Linked DNA regions of Zea mays: all the other regions are linked to region 1. Evidence: chromatin contacts called from public Hi-C data. All regions are on one chromosome and are shown on one strand. Each heading gives the region's core, a stretch centred on a gene start, on an enhancer-like site or on the middle of the called end of the contact. The rest is flanking DNA. Distances are from core to core; before and after follow the strand shown. Region 1 holds the start of LOC100286118 (protein transport protein Sec61 beta subunit). Region 2 holds the start of LOC118472175. Region 3 holds the start of LOC100216827.

Evidence for each region. Hi-C and Micro-C count contacts between places; a contact is called where the count stands out from the background.
Region 2: a Hi-C map of ear shows a contact between it and region 1, with 2.4 times the contacts expected there. The contact joins the promoter of LOC118472175 here to the promoter of LOC100286118 in region 1. A contact is called at or near these places in 2 of 25 Hi-C or Micro-C datasets (ear and endosperm).
Region 3: a Hi-C map of ear shows a contact between it and region 1, with 2.9 times the contacts expected there. The contact joins the promoter of LOC100216827 here to the promoter of LOC100286118 in region 1. A contact is called at or near these places in 3 of 25 Hi-C or Micro-C datasets (bundle sheath, ear and endosperm).

Annotation. Positions count from the first base shown.
Region 1 is chr6:42,961,567-42,966,241 of Zm-B73-REFERENCE-NAM-5.0, reverse strand. It overlaps LOC100286118 (protein transport protein Sec61 beta subunit), which reads right to left and starts at 2,315. Exons shown (of 1, transcript NM_001398709.1): 1 at 1,539-2,315. The coding sequence starts at 2,216. The coding sequence ends at 1,890.
Region 2 is chr6:43,705,626-43,710,300 of Zm-B73-REFERENCE-NAM-5.0, reverse strand. LOC118472175 reads left to right here and starts at 1,801. Exons shown (of 2, transcript XM_035959908.1): 1 at 1,801-2,236; 2 at 4,503-4,675. The coding sequence starts at 1,924. The coding sequence ends at 4,624.
Region 3 is chr6:43,540,289-43,544,963 of Zm-B73-REFERENCE-NAM-5.0, reverse strand. It overlaps LOC100216827, which reads right to left and starts at 2,041. Exons shown (of 8, transcript NM_001143222.1): 1 at 1,681-2,041; 2 at 58-196. The coding sequence starts at 187.

The DNA of each region.
Region 1 (4,675 bases), core at 1,066-3,565:
CTGCTCAATGTGCCATGTTCCAGATTCGCAGTCGCCTGCTTCACATCAATCTACCAGTATATAATCAATAATTGTTTATGCAGAAACACACAATTCTCAATTCCCATCTGCTTTTATCAGTCAAACACAAATACTACAATTTCAACACTTTGCTACCCAGCGCCAATCCAGGAGAGTAAAAAAAAATACAGTATATCATATTCATCTACCAGATAGCCAGAATAGGGAATGTTTGTATTTGTATACTACCTGATCACAGTACCTCAGAGATGACTTGTCACGTACCAGATGGAGAGAATTCGAATATAAATATGACCAAGCTCAAGCAACCAAAGCAGTGACCCACTAATCATCAAACATCTCCAGAGCACACAAATTTGGACCACCTCTTCTTTCTTCACAATGGTCCAGGCAACTAGGCAAGAACTACCCTCAGTGTTTATTTTACTGATATACAGCAGCACAGAAGCGTCAACAAACAGACTTCACTCGCCACTTCAGTACTTCACAGATCAGCCTCTGACTCTAGCTAAAGGGCCACTATTGTTCAACATCACAATTGTACTCAATACGATCATGGGTGAAGCATATAACACCACTAACAAGGACATCAAGATGTCAAGCAATCAGCATTTCAGATCAAGTGTAGACCGAATAGATCATTATCCATTCATCATTTGTTCTGTCAAAGGTTGATACTCAAAGGGTTTTTCCCACAATGGGAGACACACACACACCATCAATATTACTTGTAGCGTTAAGTTTAAATCCACCATTACAAATTCAATCAACAGCTAGAAACAGTTAAGTCATTTGATGATGCAAATATTAGCTACGGTGGACAGTGTTACTGTTATCATGAAAAACAGTGTGAACCCTTGGCCAATCAGTTCATACCCATGCCCACTGTGCTTAAACCTTCCAAAGATCAGCTCATACCAGCAATCAGCCCATGCCCAATGCAATAAGGAATGCCTAGAGCTGTCAGATGCATGTTAAGTCTAACTTGTAGGTTTACAAATCAACCAACACCAAGGGATTGATTCGGACCTCAGAACTACATTTCCAAATAAATCCTGAATATAATCCTGCTCGCACTAACATCATGTTGAATACAACTACCTGTACAACTTTATAATAACATATGTTCCTTGTCAGAGAATCACTCAGGGCTTGTGTTGTTGCATGCGGATTGGAATGGATTGAGGGGGCATAAAATCCCTTGCTACCAAACAAGCCCTCAAAATAACATCTTGATACACATATTCTCCCTGATACTACCAAGCAAGTTACAAACCAATGAACCATAGACAACAGCCAAGCTATAATTTCAGAAGAAAAGCTTGCTGTAAAAGAAAAACACTGACAAATTATAGGAGCACACGGCATGATATAGAATTATGGCGGTTGAAGGCTAGTAGCAGCTAAGTGTGATAGGTGAAGCGAGATCTCCGTGGCCTAATTAGGAGTACAGGCAGACAAACAATCGAACTCCCAGTTAGGTAACAATACCAAGCAAGTGCAGAAAGTAATTAATGGAGCACATCTAAGTTAGGAAGATGCACGTGTAACTGGTGATCTCACAAGCAGAATTACAAGAAAAAACTAGACATAATTATTCCTTGCATCAAACAGTAATAATTCTTAGGGTAAGGGAAGGGAAGAAAATAACAGAAAGGGCCCCCATTAAGATGACATGTACGGTTTCCATCTGCAGATCTAGCTGAGATCTAAGTTGAGAAAGTAAGGATCAAGCAAAAGCTAGGCAACATAACAAGCTGGGCTTCTCCCCATACATAATTCATCACCCAAAAAAAAGTCACCGTCTGATCTGGTAGTCTGATCCGTTGTGTGGATCCACAAGAGCGGTGGGACCGGACCGGATCGGATCACGCGGAGGCCGCGGCCGTGCGGGAGCGGTAGAGCTTGCCGAAGATGTGGAGGGCGGTGACGAAGCCGATGAAGCAGAGCGACATGACGAGCACCATGGTGGGCGAGAGGCGGAGGCCCGGCGCCTCGTCGGTGTAGAAGCGGAGCATGTTGCTCCCGCCGGCCCCGGAGAAGCCGCCTCCCCCGGCGCTAGAGGTGGCGCGGCGGCGGCGCATCCCGGCGGCCGCCGCGGCCGTGCCGCGCGGGCCGACGGTGGCCGGTCGCGCGCCGCCGCCGCCGCCGCCGCCACCGACGGAGGACTGCGACTGCGAGGAGGAGCGGGCCATGGCTGACTGCGAGGAGGACGGAAGAACTCGCTCGGAGGATTCAGGATCGGGATCTGTACCGCTCGCTGCTCAACAAGTCCCCCAGCTGCTTCGTCGTTGTCGGAACGAGGCGCCGAGTCGGGAAGGAGCCAAGGAGGGATAAAGCTCGTGGGTGGGCAGGCTATTGGCCTATTGCCGTGCGACTGCTGCTTGTTGGGCCTTACCTAACCTGAAGACATGTGTTGGCCCACATACTTGTAAATAGCAAGACACAGCCCACGAGTCACAAATCGGCTGTCAACCTGCGACTATGCTTTGCCGGTTTATCCTCCTTTCCGGACTCTGGGCTATAGCTGGCCATTTCATTTCATAACAAATGGAGAAAAATACCTGCTCGGCCCAAAAACGTGTTGGGCTTTCAGATTGTCTTTATTAGATTTGGAGCTATGCTTGCACATTGTTCAAAATTTTTGAGCCTAGCCCCATACAGAACAATATAATCCTAGCCCATTTGATACATTGGGGGCCTAAGGTCCGTTTGATTTGAGTGACTAAAGATTAGTCCATTCATTTTAGTCTCATTTAGTCTCTAAATTACTAAATGGTGTGAGTAAAATAGGGACTAAACTGCTTTAGTCTCTAGTCCCTCAAGGAATGACTAAAAGAGACTAAATCATATTAATTCCACTTTTTGCTCATCATTTATTTCAACTTCACTAATTGCGGGAGAATGGTAAAGGTATTTTGGTCTTCCTATGATTCATTTCATGTGTTATGAATACTTTTAGTTTATACAACCAAACAGATATGGACTAAACTTTAGTCCTCTAACTAAACTTTAGTCTCTAGACTAAAGGAACCAAACAGACTCTAAATAAAATGTTAAATCAGCCGGTTAGAATATATAATTATCCATATAAAGTTGCATTCCACTAAGGACCAAATCCACCATTTCCAGTTTGCTGAACAGCTGCTTCTAACTGCCACAAAAACAATAGATAGTACGATTACATGAGCCTATACGCAAGTTGATCATTGCATACACATAATGTCAGCTGATCAGATTGAACTACACAAAGCAAGCTATCTACCACATACCAGCTCCTAGCTTGTAGAATGCAACTTGTGGCACATTATAGTACTTTGTTCTGAGCTTCCATTCTCCAACATGTAGAAATTAGACTAGTCATTTTTTTAACTCATAGATTTTAATATAGCCGTTTAATAATTATAATTTACACGGTCTATTTATCCAGGTAGTTTTACCCACCAAACTCTTGTGGAGATCAAACTACTGTCTCTAGATATCTCTTATTTAGAATTTCACTTTACTAATTATTGTGTTGTACATTGAGTCTTTATTGAAATGGTTTTTTTTCCTTCCAACTCGTTGTATGGAAATAAATCAAACTGTTGCTAGTTTGATTTACATTGAGTCTTTATATTAGTATGCTGTTCACTGTGGATGCTACAGTGCACTTGCATTGTAGCAGTGGATGCAGCGTGATGGCTTCAGCTAGCAAGTAGCAACCAAGAACTGAGAAACGCAGCACGCATGGATTATTAAACAGATGCATGCTGTGCTGCTTGCTGACGAGAGTGTGTTGATCTGGCAAATAAAGCAAATTAAATTAGTAAAGAAGATACAACAGCTGCAGTTCTCCACGTACATACATGACACTACTACGACTACTCTAATTACATGCATACTTCAACGCCTGCAAGCAGAGTTGCACTGGAACTTTGCTTCCCTAGCTGTTGTTTAATCTCTAGCAAGAGGCAGGTGATATAGCACACACATGATCACCACCATGCGTCTAAGCTAATTATTATATCCCAGGCAGGCCTCAAGATTCGTTGTGTAGCAGCAGCATTAGTAATAATAGCTTAGTCGGAGATGACACAGATACATGCATGCATACATGAGGGAGAGGAATCTCTTTTTCTACTAGCTAGTGCAAGTTTGTTTGACAAAAGCTGAGAGCTCTCTGCTGAGCCCACAATACTGTTGTCTATTACTAGGGGTGCTTATTGCATGCATCTGTCAACGACTATACATGTGCTCATCTTACCTCACCAAAGCGTAATGAAAGATAAATATAGCGTTTTCTACCATTTCACCGCGATGGATGGTTAAATAAATCGGCCTTTAATCAAGAGCGAAAGGGCATATATATAGCCTAGCTGTGTAGTACTTTACAAGAATGAGCGCATATATATAGAGTGGCTTATTAGCAGCATCGTCTTACGTTCTGAATCTGACGACTCATCGTGGGAGCAAATATTTTCAGGGTTTAACGGTGTTGAGCTTTCAGTACGTGGACAACGCTTCAAATGCAAAGTAGGTCTACAATATATATTCAAATATATGATATTCACCATGTCGACATTATATCTGTATTGCTGAGAATGCCGTCAGCTACACTACCGGACACAGACGGCAAAAAGCCTAAAATACTCGGCGAAGTCCGCAAAGAAGT
Region 2 (4,675 bases), core at 552-3,051, 740 kb before region 1:
ATCTTGTGCTTGAGTTGACTCTTGTGGTTCTTGTGGGCACACATCCCTAATGGACATGTTCCTTAGCACGGTACAACTTGAGAGTCGTTAGTCTCATCAAACACAACGTCATAAGAAACTTCAACTCATCTGGTGGATTTATTAAAGACTCTATATGCCCTTGTGTTTGAGTCATAACCAAGTAAAAAGCCTTCTACTACTTTAGGATAAAATCTAGAATTTCTACCTCTTTAATAAGAATAAACCATTTACCCCCGAAGACTCTAAAATATGAAACATTGGGTTTTTTGCCGGTAAGGAGTTTATAGGATGTTTTTGTGAGGATTTGGTGGAGATATAACTGGTTGATGGTGTAGCAAGTCGTGTTGACAGTCTCCACCCAAAATCGATCTGAACTCTTATAATCTTCAAGCATGGTTCTTGCCATATCCATTAGAGTTCGATTCTTCCTCTTTACAACACCATTTTGTTGTGGTGTGTAGGGAGAAGAGAACTCATGCTTAATTCCCTTCTCTTCAAGAAATTTTTTTCAATTTGAGCATTCTTGAACTCCATTTTGTTATCACTTCGAATCTTCTTAATTCTTAAGCCAAACTCATTTTGAGCTCTTCTCAAGAATCCCTTCAAAGTCCCTTTGGTTTTAGATTTATCCTTTAAAAAGAACACCCAAGTGAAGCGAGGATAATCATCCTCAATAACTAAACCATACTTTTTCCTCGTCGATGCTTATGTAAGCAATTGGGTCGAATAAATCCATGTGAAGGAGCTCTAGTGGTCTCTCTGTCATCATGATGTTCTTGTGTGGATGATGTCTCCCAGCTTGCTTTTTTTGCTTGACATGCACTACAAGTCCTATATTTCTCAAAATGCACACTGGTTAGTGTAAAGCCCAAAATTTGTATAAAAATAAATAAATAAAAATTAAAGTGAGATATCTCAAATTATAACTGAGTTTTGAATTTTGAAGACTGAATTTTAAAATCAAGAATTAACTTAGAAAAGAAGTAATAGAAAGGTTTTCTGTTCAATTAAATGATTATTCATTTCATTAATGATACTCTATAAGCATTTATTTAAATGAGTATTAAATTTTGATGACTCAAATCTAGGCGAGACGTTTAAAATTAATGTTTATAAAAAACTCAGGAAAATAATAATAATAATAAAATTGTCCGCCAATAATAATTTCCTTCCTTCATAAAGTAAATCTCAAAAAAATCTAAAAATAATTTATTTATCCCTTTGGCAAGATAATATATTTCTAAATTTTTTCTCTTAAAGATCTTATACACCAGAATTATCTTTCCTAAAATACATGTTTTGTGGATACACATTAAGAAAACATTTGCATAAAAAGAGATGGTAAATAAATAAATATCATAAATTATATTGTGCATGCTGGATTTCTTTTGTTTTGCATCAAGTTTAAATTCAAACCCAGTTTTGAATTTGAAATTGAATAGAAATGCAAAATAAAAAGAAAAGGAAAATAATAAGGAAAATTGTGCCTGGGCCCCTTTCTTCCCTGGCCGGGCCATTTTTTCCCAGCCCATCTCCACTTTCCCTCATCCACGTGGCCCACTCGCTAGCCATTCCTACCGCATGGGCTCATGTGTGTGGTGACTACGTGTGGGACCATCCTGTAAGGTGCTTTCCCCTTCCCCCGTTCGCTTGGCTCAGCCCAATCTCAACTAATCACACCATGATCGTCGGGCCGTTGCAATGGCCAGCCATACCCGATGATTGCGGATCCTTGGGACTCTGGGCCATATAAATCCAGGCGCACGACCTCCTCTCCTTCTGGCCACCCATTGCGCTCGGCATCCAGTGCCCTTGCTCCTCTTCATTGGCGGTTGAGGGGAACTCCCTCCATGGACGAGCCTCCTTCCATGTCAAAACTCCTTCCACCGCTGCTCCGCCACCATGGACGCGTCGTCTTCTGCCATGCTCTTCTACTCAGTCTCTAGCTCTCCGATCGTGCTCCCTCCCTCGTGTGTCTCCATGTCCATCTGGAACCCGTCAACCGAAGCAGTGACATACTACTCGATTAATGCTCCAACCAGGTTCGGCTGCCGCCCGCCTCATCGACGCGGCATGGCCCTCCACCTCCATCCTCAAGCACGCCGACGTCTAGGCGTTCTTACCTGCCTCCTTCACGATCCACTCTTGTTGCAGCGACAACAGTCTGTGGTGGCGTTCTGCTGCAACGGCTTAGCTCGTCACTGCCCCGGTCACGGTATGTTGTCCGTACTTGAGTTTGCGAGTTTGTCATCTTTTAGTATCATGTGGTTTCGGGTGCGCCGGGTCACTGGATATCGGGCGAGTGGGGGCACCGGCTATGGCGCCGCCTAAAGCTCATGGCATGTCACTAGTCGGTAGAGAGAGAAGGTGAGGAAGAAGAGAGAATCAGAACCATCCATCTTGGCAGGGGTGGTCCAGATCAGTTTGGGACTACCCCTTCGCTCGGATTAAATATGACCGTCGGATCTTAGCCAGTAGATCACGACTAAGCGGTTGAGATTAGATCGAGGAATACCCTTTCACCGGTTGCATTTGAGTCATTGGATCGCGGGTGTGCGGCCGAGATCGGATCTAGTCATCGTGGGTTTTGGGCCGTTGGATCTAATCTAGGTGGCTCGTAACAAAGAATACCCCTTCGGCTGGGTACTTCTCTTAAAGAACCCCTGTGCTTTTTCGTATTTAACCCGCCGTCCAGCGCATGGCGTTCTGAATCTGGGAACTTTTGCGGAGTAGCCCTTGAGCTTTTGGTTATTTATGCGCGCAGTCTGAGGTAAATAGAAACTAGAGAATTTAAAGTAGAAAATGCTTTTCTTATGTTAAAATAAATCCAGAATTTGCATAATTCATATTTAATTTATTTTAGCTCCAAATTAATTTATTTCAGTTGCAATAAATTCATGATAATATTATTTATTATCTAGTAACCTTATTTTAGTATGAAACATATAGTTAAATAATATGCCCTTGATTTGTTTTGTATCTACCACATAAAACTTCGGAAAATCATAACTAATTTATTTTAACTCTGATTTGGTCCGTTCAAGTTATGTTAGATTCATATAAATATTTACTACACTGTAACAGTAATATTCATACCAAGTTGCATAATTTATAGTTAGATATTATTTAACCTATATCTACTAGAATAACTCTTCTAAATCAAATCTAACATGTCCGTAATTTTAATTTGATTAAAATATGATCTCTATTCAGGTTATAATTAAAACTAATGTTAATTTAATTATTTATAGAATATTTTCTAGTATGGTTTACTCTAATCAATTTATCATATAGTTTAATAGTTAAATCACATAGATCTTCTATAAACCATAACTCCTTAATCGTAATTCCGATTTTAGCGGTTCTCGAGCCCACGATTTCATAATAGCTCGTAGATTATTATTATTCAGTTTGTACTTATGTTTGATGTGATGTTAATTTTTCCTATACCATGTTTGTTTGTATTGGTACGACTAGCAGTGAGGTCACGAGAATCTGAGGATCATCCCGGTACCTGGAATCTCAAATCCCATGCAAGTTGTGCCCTTGATCACTTCCATTTACCCAATAATGTTCTTTAATATCACTTATTCATACATAGGTTTAATTTTGATGGGACCCAATAGGTCACCCTAGTCTGATTATCTTTTATCTTGTTTACCCCTGAATCACTTGGGTAGTTTTGTTATTGCTTTATATGGTTTTGGGTTAATATTTCATTGTATCCATGTTCCAATTATTCTGTTATTTTATTTATGTTCATGTCAAGATCATCATTATCTTTAATTGGAACATGGAGCTTAACTTGAGAAACATGTGCCACCACAAGGGTGGAATGGGACGTCCTTGGCTGACTAATTAGGAAAGCTAGTGGAAGACTACCTTACCCGAAAGGGGCAAGGGCAGTAGGGGAGTTGCATGCAGGGAGGTTCTCGAGTTGATTTTGCTGCGATGGCGGTCAGACGAGGGATTCTTGCAAGTGCTCTTCCCATAAACTGTAGCGGGTTTTCGAAAGTTAGTGGAACTTTGTAAAGGCCTCGTAGTGGATCCCTAGCCATTCACCTCGGTAGTGTCTAAGGGTCTAGCTAACCCTGGCGACATGGAATACACGACTTGTGGGTAAAGGGTACCACCTCTGCAGAGTGTAAAACTGGTATACTAGCCGAGCTCACGGTCATGAGCAGCTCAGGATTCTCGCATGATTAAATTATGGAACTAATTCAATTTGTCATTTGCATTGCATGGGATTTATTATTAAATTGTTCTATTATTATTATGGTTTGGTATTTACTTACATCTAGTAATTGCTAACAAAATTTTGACCAACTTTAAAAGCAATGCTCAGCTTTAACCATTCTCTTTGGTAAGCCTTACACTCCACATGAACTCCCACCTTTGGCGAGTTCATACACATTATTCCCCACAACTTGTTGAGCTATGATCGTATGTGAACTCACTCTTGCTGTCTCACACCCCCACAGGTCAAGAACAGATACCTCAGGATGAGGCGCATGGAGGTTGCTGCGATGTGTTCGTGAGAGGTCTAGGTCATCGTATCCCAGTCAACTTTGGGTTGCTGAATCGTTGTCTCTTTATGATGTAATTATTTATTTATTTTGTATAGAACTCCTATTGTATAATAAAGTTGTGACAT
Region 3 (4,675 bases), core at 792-3,291, 580 kb before region 1:
TTGCAAATAGCAGAGATCAACGGCTGACCATTTGTCAAGCTAGAGCGTGTACAATACCTATCTCCAGATCATGCCAAGGGTGTGCAGCAACAGACCTCCTGGACATGGATGACAGTATCCTTTCGTTCAAGGCAGGAACCTTCTGGAAGGTGCCTGTCTCCTTCACGGCTTCTACAGCGGGCGCCATCAAGACAACCTGCCAAGGATTACAATACAAGTTCTCCGGTTAAGTTGATTTGAATTGGTCTTCGAGGAGAAGGAAGAACACACATTGTAACACTCATGACAGAGTCCAACATTGACCACGTGTGGTAACACGGTCCATACCGAAGACATGGTCCACCAGCAATTACACTAGGAAGAGTTGATATGTGTTCCTTTGTCATAAAAAAATATCTCAAACGAATTCAACATTGTTAGGCTGATGCACATGTGCACGAATATAATCGCAGCCTTTAAAATCAGATCTAACGGTGCACAGTATCAGGAGTTCCCTACAAAACAAACCAACCAGGGATGGAAGGGGATTTTTTTTAAAAAAAATACATTAGATCTAACTTTGAAGACTAGGATTCTATATGTGTACTAGATATCATCCCTAATAACTATACAATAAAGGCACATAAACAGACAACAGACACACGCACGCAAAAAAAATAACGTATGGTAAACATTGATGCAGCACCTGCAACGTTACGTATGGCACGGCAGCATATTAAAACATAGTTATTACGCATGATGCAATAACCTGGAGGAGTAGTGGGATGTGAAGTAGCGCGCAGCGCGCGTCGTGTGCTCAGTCTATGGATAATGCAAGTGTATAGAGAGATTTTTCGTGAGGCAAGTTTCCATGGAATAATGGTGTTCATTGCAGAGGACTAATGGTGTTCGTTGCAGAGGACTAGCCGTGTAACGAACACGGCGCCTGTTGGAGGGTGGCCAAGTTGAGATACGGATCCGTGGAGTTCCATACACGGCGTGGGTGGAAAAATGTGGCAGCCAATAAATACTCGACCAAATCAACGGGATGGACTAAAATACGCTCATTATTATTGTACGAATGCAGGGAGGGGAATTGGTGGCAGGGCAGGGCAGGCCAAACCATGCCAGGCAGGCAGGCGTCAGTCGGGATTTGAATCGCGCCCGCGTATTTGTTGACGTGGCGTCGGGACGCGGCAAGGTTAATCGGAGAAGTGAGCGCCGCCGTTGCTGCACACGCACGCGATCTAAATTACTTTTGTTTGTTCAGTTTTTTTTTCTAAAAGGAAAAAAAAGTTATGGCGAGAGATCCACCAGCAAGCTTGTTTCGTTTGAGTTTGGACAGAAGAATCGCTTTCGAAATCGCTGGAGACGTAACAAGGTCCGGAGGGGAGCGTGAGATCGGCCATTTGGAGCGAAAATCAAGTGAAAGTCGCTCCGCGGCTGGTGGAGAGAACGAAAACGAAGAACGGGCAGCAACCGGGAGCAACGGCGCGCGCGCGGGCTGCGCATCCTATCCCTACCACGCCACACCACAGCACACCACATAGAGCGGGAGCGGTCAGGTAATCGGAGAGTCGAAGCGGAACGATACGGGGGCATCGATCTAGCACGCAGCAAGCTGCCTGGGGCCTGGGGGCGGGGCGGCGAGGAACCGGGCTGGAGAAGAAGGAGGAGGGGGACGAAGATGTGGTAACGCACCTGGGTCAGCGGCGGCGGCGGCCAAATCTGGGGAGGCGCCGACGGGGAAAGAAACCCTAGGATGGCACGCGACGACGGAGCCGGGATGGAGTGGGCGGAGCAGTGGTTCGGCTTTGGTTTTAAAGCGGCGGAGCGGAGGACCGACAGAGAGAGAGAGACGGTGTCACGGTGGCATGGTGGAACGGGAATCGGGAACACGGTCGTCCTTCCCGCTTCCTCGCGCTGTGTGGGTTCAGTGGGCCCCTCCTCTCGTCTTTTCCGCGTCTCTAGCTCTAGCCACGCTTCCGTTTCATGTCTACGGGGACACGGTCTACCTAGTAGCTCCTGTAGCCTGTGGGTGCGTTGCTCAGGTAGTAGTACTTACCAGCCAGAGGTGGAAGAAGCCCCCACCACCCGGTGTAATTGCATGCGTACCCCTGCGACGTGCGCGGAGCCGGAGACGCACTACGCACGCAGGGACAGGGGGAGGATGCGAGGAGAGTCGGAAGCCGGAAGGGTGTTTCTGCGATTTCTACTCACAGGGTCAGGCCGTCAGGGTGGGGGCCAGCCGGCGGAGACGCGCGCCTTCTTCGCCAATACGCCTCCACGTGGCGCACACTACCGATCGACTGGTGAGGGTGTCGGTGCGTTTTCTTTTCTTTTTTTTGTTTTTGTAAGAAAACGAGTGATAATAATTAATTGCTGCCTCCGCGCAGGAAGAATATGCGTGGGATGGGATCCGATTCGGGCGGATGCTTGGAGTTGGCTGGCGTAGAAGCGAAGCGACGCCTGCTCTGCTCTGCTCTGCTCTGCTCTGCTCCGCTGCCCCCATCCGTCGGCGGCACCGTCGTCGCGGCGACGGGCGACCAACAGCGAAGCGATTTTGCAAGCCAAGCGTGGTGGTGTCGGTCGCACGTCGTCGGTGGCGCAGGGTAAATGCGACGCAGCGCTCTGACGGGCACGGCGCACTGGCGGGCGCGGGCGCAGGCGTAGCCGGTGGAGGCGCGACCACGACCAGTTGCGTTGCGTGCGGTGAGACCAATGGCTGCGTCACCGTCCCGCTCTCGCCTCACCCGTCGGTGACCAGGCCAGCTCCGACCGACGACCGACGACCGGACGCCCATCCACCACCATCCAGCAGGCACGATGGAGCCTGGTGTACGCGGGCACACACGGCTGATGACTAGACCTCGAGACCGAATGGATCCCTTCCCTTCCCCTGCGTGGCTGGCACGCGTCTCACCGTTGCCCGGTCATTCGGCTAGTGGCGCCAACACACGGCCAAGATTAATTTATTATTTATTAAGCCAACAAGTACAGCCAGCGGAAAACAAAAAAAAAGTCTTCGTCGTCCCTTCCCTCGACGTCATGGCATGCACGACGGCCACACAGGACATACGTACAGTACTCCCTCCGTTCCAAATAACGAGATATTCCGACTTATTAAAAAAAGTCAAAGTATCTAGAACTTTTCATATACTTAATAAAAACATTATGATATCTACCTAGTATTATAGGTAGTAATTTACTATATAAATTTGATTAGATTTACTGAGGAAGTACTATGATGTAGCAGTAGTAACATATAATAAAGGATCCACTGCTAGTGCACTAGTAGAGTATGTTATTTTATTTGTCGGGCCACGGGATCAAACGTAGGCCCAACAAATAAAACATTTCACCAGAGCATCCAATAGTTCTCTAAAAACACTCACTAAACTTATGTTTAGCAAGCTGCTAAATAGTTATTGAAAGTAAAAAATAGCTTGGTCTACTATAGTTTCTAATACTTAGGGAGTAATTCGATTTTGAATCTAGTTTTGGTAGATCTATTCCTGTCGAACCTGTCTAACGACGCGATCGAGAGTAGATCATGTCGAGGGCGGAGGACAAGGCCGTTCGGCGCGACCTGTGTGGGAGCAGTGGTCCGGTAGCGTGGTATATAGGACGGCCGGTGGTCTGACGGCGGAGAAGAAGCTTGTGTCACGTGCGCTAGATCTAGCTGCCTCGCTGCGTGAGAAAGGGGAAAAGATTTAAGAGTGTCACACCCGGCTTTAAGGAACAAAGCCAGGTGCATCTCATACATGCGCCAAGAAGACAACATATATAATAACAGAGTGTATAGAGATAAATATCATTAAACATCAGAGTAATTATTACATAGCGGAAGACTTATTACAAAATAAAAGTATAACCATAAAGCGAACTAAGGATCGACGGCGCCAATGTCGACTGGGAAACGCCACCTAGATCAGATCATACTCCTCGCCTTGTGGCTCCTCTTGAACCACCTGCTCTTCTCCTGTGGGGGGGGTGTGAGACAGCAAGGGTGAGCTCACACATGATCATCGCTCAACAAGTTGTGGGGAATAATGTAACATGAACTCACCAAAGGTGGGAGCTCATGGAGTGTAAGGCTTATCAAAGAGAATGGTTAAAGCTGAGCATTGCTTTTAATGTTGGTCAAACTTTTATTAGCAATTACTAGATGTAAGTAAATACCAAACCTTAATAAATAATAGAACAAAATTAATAATAAACCCATGCATATATGCAAATGACAAAATTGAATTTAAGTTCCATAATTTAATCATCAGAGAGTCCTGAGCTGCTCATGACCGTGAGCTCGGCTAGTATACCAGTTTTACACTCTGCAGAGGTTGTACCCTTTACCCACAAGTCATGTTACCCATCTGCCAAGGGGTCGCGAATCCCATACACCTCTACCTAGGAAGCGCGGCAGGGCAACACTACGAGGCCTTTACAAAGTTCCACTAGCTTCCGAAAACCCGCTACAGTTTATAGGAAGTTCCAATGCAGGGTTCCTGGCTGACTGCCATCGCAGCAAAATCAACCAGGGACCTCCCTACACTGACCACTCCCCTACTGCCCTTGCCCCTTTCGGGTAAGGTAGTCTTCCACTAGCTTTCCTAATTAGTCAGCCAAGGGCGTCCCATTAAACCCTTGTGGTGGCACGTGGTTCTCAAGTTAAGCTCTATGTTCCAATTAACATTAA